2 separate regions of the Anser cygnoides genome follow, and region 1 is linked to region 2. A link is a contact called in public Hi-C data. All regions are on one chromosome and are shown on one strand. The core of a region is the stretch at or near the end of the contact, and the rest is flanking DNA. Distances in the headings are between cores, read along the strand shown.

Region 1 (3,763 bases), core at 1,038-3,537, 54 kb after region 2:
GTGAAAGAAGACACATGCTGCACAGCATTGATATCCCTCTGTCTTTAAGAACTCAAAACTATGTGATTATAGGCTAAGTACCCAATCTGTAACTTCTCTTTCAAATTATATCCACTTCATTAATTCTGCAGACTAAATCAGCTAGTAAGAACTGCATTATCCATTGTTCTCTCATTCCTTTCATTATTTTCTAAGTCTTCATAGGGAGGGAGTGTTAAAACCCATACTGTTGGAGATATTTCTTTGTTTTACCACTTGATGTCTTTCCTGAGGCCTCTCTCTCAAGCTTTCTTCTAATCGTCTCTCTGTAATATTTCTACTGGCTTTCTTCATTGTATTACCTTTTCCTCCTGTTCCCAAAAGGAAAGTAAACCAAGGAAACCTGCCTACAAGAGAATTCAGTTCTTCTCTCCGTCACCTCCTACTCCCTCCCAATTTATCACCTCTTCCTCAAAGATTCATAGTAGGTCTTTTAACTCTCCCTCCTAGAAAGGGCTATGAGAGAGGGCCCCCATACTCCATACTTGTTCTTCTCTGTTCCATGACAATAAAGATGACATTCCTCGGGTCTGAATGTTTCCTTGAAGGAAGTAATCCTGCCTAGTGAAGAAAGTCTGAACAAAGAAGAGAACATTAATCTGGAATTTAATTACTGGACTACAATCAAGTCTGTTTTTACCTTAAGCTCCTTGTGTTAGTCTAGTCCCACCACAATGCCAAAAAGAGATGAATGAACAGGTTGCAAGCTTTAAAAAGTGACCATGCCTCAAAAACCACTGGACCAAGTGCCATGCTTGTCAACAGTTGGCCAATCACGATCACTACAAGCACACAGAATACAGACAGGAATGACTTTAACTGTTCCTCAAAGGACAGCACTGAAGCCATCAACAAACGAGTCTCCTCAAGAGAAGACAGCATTGATTGGTTTGTCCTGTCCTCTTATACACAGAAGTTTCCTTTCTTAAAGCATCAATTAAGTTGCAAGCGAGACAGAATATATTCACTCAGGTTTCCTATAGCAGGGCCCCAACACCTCCTCCCTCACAAGAGGGGCTGTAACTAAGCCTAGCTAAGCACAGGAGTGCAGCTTCTGAGAACCCTCCCGAGTTGTCAGCTCCACTGAAGCATATCAGAACTCAATCCCACAGCACCACTTCTGTTTTTTCCACCATGGCCACATAAAACATGGTGTTATTAGGTTTAAATAACATTCCATAGCACGCTGTTTGTAACCATCCAGGAACCACACTGCCTAGGAACACCCAGATCGGTGAGGGCTATGACTACAGCCTGCTGGTATCACTGAATTCTAATGAAGATCCTGCATTTCTTTAATGACTCTTGCTCACCAGTTACAGCTAACCTGTGTGATTCACACATAACAGGGCTAGGGAAGATCTCTGTTCCCTAGAATCACCACAACTCATCAGTAGTAACTTCTTTTGGCTAGAATTTGCTTCATGGCTAGAATTTTGAACTTCTGATTGAAGTTGCCTATAGTCAACCTCCTCCCTTAGATTTCAAAACCAGAAAGTTTAACTTTCTGTTATCTGAGGGTGCAGGTTCAGCCAAGTTGAACGCAAACGAGGCGCTCACACTTTTGGCAGGAAAGCAGCCCTGCCAGCGCCCTGACCTTGAAGCGGCTGGTCCCACAGCGGAGGAAGGCACAGGCTGTGTCGCACATCCCACGCACTCCGCTGCCCTTCGCTCACGTGGCAAAAGAAAAAACATCCAGAACCCCAGCTCAGAGCTCACCTCACCTCAACCCCCACAAAACGTGCTCCCACCTGGCGTTAAGGTGGGCACAGCACCCCAACAGCACAGCGCAAGCCCGGAGGGAGCCCTGACACGAAGCAGCATCCCCACAGCGACCGCGCTCAGCCCTCAGAAACCCGGGCCTGGGCCGCCGGGCCTGAAGGAGAGGCTGAGGGGCTCGGGGGCCGCCGCCTCACCTGGTTGCAGTAGGGGCAGTAGCTCTTGCTGAATACCATCACGCGGTGGGAGGCGATGAGGGTCCGCACGCGCAGCTTTAAGCCGTCCCAGTCCGGGAGCTGGGTCTGGCCCGGCGGTGGCGGCATGGCCGGGCTGTGCTGAGCCGTACCGTGCCGTACTGAGCCGTGCCGGGCTGTGCTGGGCTGTGCTGAGGCGCTGAGTTAAGGCGGTGAGGCGCTGAGGCGAGGCGCGGGCAGGGCAGGGCAGCGGCGCAGAAATGAAGCCGCCCGCGCGCGCCCCTCCTAGCCAGCAGCCGCCCCGCGCGCGCACCCAACACCCGCTCCGGCCCCCTCCCCTCACAGCCCTGCCCCTTCCGGAGCAGGGAAGGCGACGGGCCGGGCCGACCCACCCGCCTCCACGGGGGGGGGTAAAAAGATAATGAGGGCGTCCAGCGACGCAAGCCGTCCTGATGCAATCTAGAATTTTTTGTATCTAGAGAAGGAAGCGTTGCTGTTTATGTAGAGGTGGTGTAGAGAGAGATAAACGTGCATTTTGAAGCCTTGCCCCCCTGCCGAGAGCTGTGGAATGACCCAAGAGGAGGGTGACGAGAGGGCGCATGCGCAGAGGGGCTGTGCCCGGTGAGGGGCGGGGCTGTGCCCGCTGAGCCCTCCCTCGGCGGGAAGGGGGGGGCCGCCGGCATTTTGGGACGCCTCAGGGCTGCTTCAGGGCGCCTTGGGCATCACAGGGTCGTCGCGGCCTGAGGTGGAGGGGATCGCCTCGTGTCCCCGAGTGGAATACATAATTTTGTTTATTAATAAATAAAATGGATTCTGGCTTGAGGACAGGTCGGCTGAGGTAGCCAGAAGAAAATCCCTCAAGTAATGCTGGGTTAAAGGAAAGGGATGCTGAAGCGTTATCATGTGTCCTGCTTATCATTACATGCATCACTGATTAGGTTGATTATTCTCTTCCCAAGAAGCAGTAATTCTCAGGACTGTAGGATGGAGGGGACGCGGTGCTGACCTGAGCGGCACAAAGAGCCTGACTCAGGGCATAGAGCAGGAGGCACCCTGTCAGGTTATTCCCTTGCTCTGGTGGATTTTTGGCTGGGGAACGCTAGGCAGCGTGTCAAGGTTTCAAGAACCTGCTTATCTTCCTGCAGAGCATTCCCTTGTTCAGCAATTGCAGCAATAGCTTTCCGTGAACAGTCATAAGAGGTTACCCTGGTTTAACATCGGAGAACTTCCCTGATGTTACTAGAACAAACCCTGCAAGCTTCTGAGTGACAGGAATCGTTTTCAACTGGTGGGGAGATGAAAGCACAGAGACAAAAGTGATTTACTCAGTTCAGTGGGGAGTTTCTAACAAAGCCGGCAATAAAGTCCAGTGCTCCCTCCCACGCCTGCCACAGAGCAGCCTTACTGCTATTTAGTAATGCTAAAAATAATCACATATAAAAGTTGTACTGCCACCAGTGATGAAAATGGGCCTGGTGGAAGGCAACTGAGTCAACTTAATTCCTTTTTGATCACATATATCAGTGGTGTTCGCTGCCCAGTGAGCTTGAAAAATTGTATATTACATGTATTTTAATGTTGACAATGAAAGAGTTCTAGACTAAGTGTTTCCACGCTCCCCACAGAGAAAAATAAATCCAAGTTTTGCAGCCTCTTATTTCAGTACCAGCATGTAGGAAAGTGGATACAGTACTGCAGCTGCTGAATTTTGACATAACATGCAGGGTCCAGAACTATCCGCTGTCCTTGGTTCATAGTCCAACCAAAGCTTCTTTTTTTCCTTGTTTTGGCTAATTGTTCTCCCTCCTCAG
Region 2 (3,861 bases), core at 358-2,857:
CCAAATTCTGAGAGAAAATTAGAGACTTTTCATGATCCTTGTTGAAACAATCCCATAAAAGCAACTAAGCTTTTCACTGATCTCAGTCAGGTAAAAGCTATTGAAGCAACTAAGGAAGGAATTAAGTAATTAAGGAAGAAAACTCCAAACCTTAATTTGATACTTTACTTCTAGTGATTCATTTAATAATATATGTATATATATTGAATATCTGATTTGGAAAAGCAACATGCCTGTCATACCATGACTGTCTCTCTTCCTCAGCAGTAAATCACTACCTTGGTGAGGGCAGAGGACAATTATTCCCTTGTCTGCTAACAAGTACCATGTTTGTTCTCACCTTTCTCCAGTGACTTCACTTCATTTTTCCTTAGCTAGGTTAACAACAACATTCACAGCTCCTGTCTCCAGGCCAAGCAATTGTTTTAAGGGCTCCAAAGTCGTTTGACTGCTGATGTTGACAGGAAGGCGAACATTTCTGAGCTGATCAGGGCTTTATTTTAAGACGTCTTGGTCCCTCTTACTTCCTCCCATCATACTGCCTAGAAAGACTGCCAATGGCTATGCTTACAAGACTCCCCATTTCAAGCTCATACTAGCATTTCACAGGAAGGCTCCCAGGAAGTTTTGAGTTTGTCCCAGATTAGAGAGACCCAATCTTTCACATTGCAACCAATTCTAACAGAGGCAGGATCACAGTCTCAACTTCTCCCTGCACACTCCTGCTAAGATCATAGTGCCTTCCGTTCTCTCAAAGTCAGCTGTTGAGATAAACCATATGAATAAAAAACCCAGTCCTGCCTGCAGTGTGCTGCGTGCTTGTATTCCAGATGAGTTCCTGTTACAATCCTGGTGGATGCCATTGTCTTACTCCAGATATTGATCTGGTGCAGCAAGAATAAGGCACGTAAACTTCTGGTCTGTATTAATGTGTACTGTAACTCTTGGCACCATATCAGCTGACATTGCTCTACACCATGTTTTAAATCAATTACCTGAAGTAATAATTGTTTGTTATCAGTATGGGGAATTTCGTAAACGAGACATACTTGATAAATCAATGCACAGATAAATCCAGACATCATAAAGTAATTTACATGAATTTACTAAAATGAGACTACTGGAATTATAATCTTTCAAATACACCAAACTAATATTACCATTTTTTGCAGCTTGCTATGTTAAATACATCTCTGTCCATTTTGATCTTTAGACCTTTGCTTCTGGTGAAATGATTAGGTATTATAATGAAACTAAGCTGTAAAAGCCAGATTTATCTTTCTTCCAGTTTTATCTTAATAGAGCCAGTGAAATCAAAATATGAATTATGCTGCTATATCAGCTGAACAGTTTACGTGATGTACCTCTGCTCCTGCATATTTGAAATTTATTTATTTTTCAACAATAGGCTTCACTCCCCCACTCACTTGTAAACAAGAGCTACTGGAGCAGCACTGAGCCCAGTTCTGCTTTCTCACCAGCTACATCTGTTTTCTTTTATGTGAATTCATTGCTGGTTTACATCATCAGAAACTGGGTCAGAAACAACCCTAGCAACTGCTCATTCGAGCTAGTGAAACATATGAAGAGTGGCTGCAATGACAGAGCAGTAATAATGCGTCTCACCTTTAGTCAATTAAATTTAGGCTACGCAGAACTGTAAGTGGAAAATTTTGGCAGAGTGACTGGCAAATCATGGCAGATCTAACAAAGCTAAAGTCATTTAAATTCATCTTCCCTGTGAACTTTAGTCCAAGGCTGTAAAAAACCCAACTGAATACCACAAAAACTCGAGCGAGGATCGCTGATACAGACACTTCCCGTTACCTCACGATGACTTGCAGAAAATCTGTCTTATCAATGTAAGGCATTCATCCTTTGTGTTGCAATCACAGCTCACCTCACGGGAAAACAACCAACGTAGTAATGTGCATTTGCTAAACTTGTGTACCAAAGACAGATATTAGAGGAGCCCAAACATGTTTTCATAAGCTACAGAAGAGGACAACTATTTCCACCGGAGGGGATAGGAGAATTTGGAATGTGCTTTTGGATATAGGAGTGCCCTTTGAGAACTATGGAATATATCTTCAAATGAAAACCATAAATTAAGCATAATTACTATTTCTGGCAGCTTGCATAAGAAAAATAGAGCATTTATCCTGTCACCTTGGCTCACAATCTCAGCGCAGTCTCAAGATTTCTGACTCGTGCTTTTGGCATGGCTGCACTGCTGCTATTATACACTTCCTTTTGATTTTCTCCACCACTATTTCTAAAAAGTACCTAATTTTCCTTCAACATTTTGTGGCTAAAATGTTTGCCTGTCCTTTGGCTGTTACTGTTTTTGACCACTTCCCCAGCAACCCCAGAGCAGCCACCCTGCAAAAAGCAGTCACCTCCCCTCCCTGCCCAAACACCAGCTCAACCACAATCACAGCCACATTTTTCTCGCCTCCTCCCATCTTCAGCAGCAAATCCAGATTTTATGTCTCTGCCCTATGAAAGACACAAGGTATCTTTCCTTACATTTGTCCATATGCTCTGCCCCACAATTCCTGCCATTTTGTCTACTCCCATCTCTCTGCAACCCCACCCCGCCTTGCCTTTTATTCAGCCAGGCCTACAAGCCAGATCCTTTCTGTAAAGGCCAGAAATGACTGCTGTGCAAAATCCATCTCGCTGATTACATATCCAACATAGATTTATCTGTTAATACAGAACGTTCCAGAGGGCAGGGGCTTTGCTTTTGTGCATTGCTCGGGATTTTGTCATTTAAAATGCTGCCGCTATCAGCAACGTTACAATGACAGTGGCAACACTACTTTGCTGTGATTAGGAGGGACACAGGACAGCAGGGAACTGGGTTTAAATTCTTATTGAGAAAGAAAACAAAAATGAAATAATTAGTCAAGTCTCTACTTACAGAGACCGACCAGGCTTCTAGAAACCCAAGTTCCAGTACAGATATATGTACAAAGGACATGGCATGTAAAGGATGGTTGAGTTTGGCAAATGACCTGAGAGACGTAAATGTGCCTGCATTGAAGCATGATAGTATTTTTTATTTTGGTTTCTTGAAAACATTTTTGAATATTACAGCTGAAAGGCAGCGACATATATTACTCAACATATATATGTAATATATATTACATATATTATTTTCTGCTTAGAAAAGTAAGTACAAAAATAAATACTAAGCAAGATATTAAAAGCTGACAACAATCCTTTTCCGAAACAGTTTGCTGCAGTATTTCTACTATGAAATCAGTCTGGCAGAGAGCACAAAAATAAATATAGAATGTAATTAATTAGTGAATACATTTCTGGGAGCAGGTTTTCACAAAATGGCATCTAAGGGAGAACAGACTCACCCTGACCCAGCCAAGTCTATGAACCAGCTCATCCCAGCAGACACTCAGTGGTGAACAGCATGGAGGAGAAAGGACATTGGAGCTGTACAAAGCAAAAGGAACTCCTGTGGTGGCCTTGCTCAGTGGGAGAGTTTACTCAGTTTTAACATATGAAATAAAAAATAAAACACAAAACCTGTATGCAGAAGACACCTGAAACTTTTTTTTTTTCAGAGCAATAATTTTTTTTTTTTCCTCAGAAGGCAGGCAAGCTATTCTGCAAATAGAAATAGGCTCAGTTTACTCAGATTGGAGAAAAACAGATTAATTTGACATTCCTGGTTTTAACACTACATTAGATGAAACAGCAAAACAGCCCAATGAACCACCACCACCGACAAAACCCACAAAACGACTTACACTGACTTTTTTTTTTCCATAGTGTCTGATAGAACTTCAGATGCATTAATTGGCATTTACCTCTTGGGGTTCCTACAAGCAGGTTCCA

Evidence for each region. A called contact is a pair of places that touch in the nucleus more often than the background predicts.
Region 1: a Hi-C map of liver shows a contact between it and region 2, with 1.7 times the contacts expected there. The contact joins the promoter of TXNRD3 here to the enhancer-like site in region 2. A contact is called at or near these places in 2 of 7 Hi-C or Micro-C datasets (both in liver).

Annotation. Positions count from the first base shown.
Region 1 is chr10:13,197,890-13,201,652 of Taihu_goose_T2T_genome, forward strand. It overlaps TXNRD3 (thioredoxin reductase 3), which reads right to left and starts at 2,288. Exons shown (of 16, transcript XM_013195356.3): 1 at 1,956-2,288. The coding sequence starts at 2,081.
Region 2 is chr10:13,144,339-13,148,199 of Taihu_goose_T2T_genome, forward strand. It overlaps LOC136791595 (a long non-coding RNA gene), which reads right to left. Exons shown (of 6, transcript XR_010833900.1): 2 at 3,834-3,861. Among named protein-coding and RNA genes, the nearest start is that of CHST13, 21 kb to the left of the region's middle. Within about 2 kb of position 1,608, at least 1 of the 3 cell types and tissues checked has open chromatin away from gene starts, as enhancers often do. A contact at or near this core is called in liver, where this site is marked.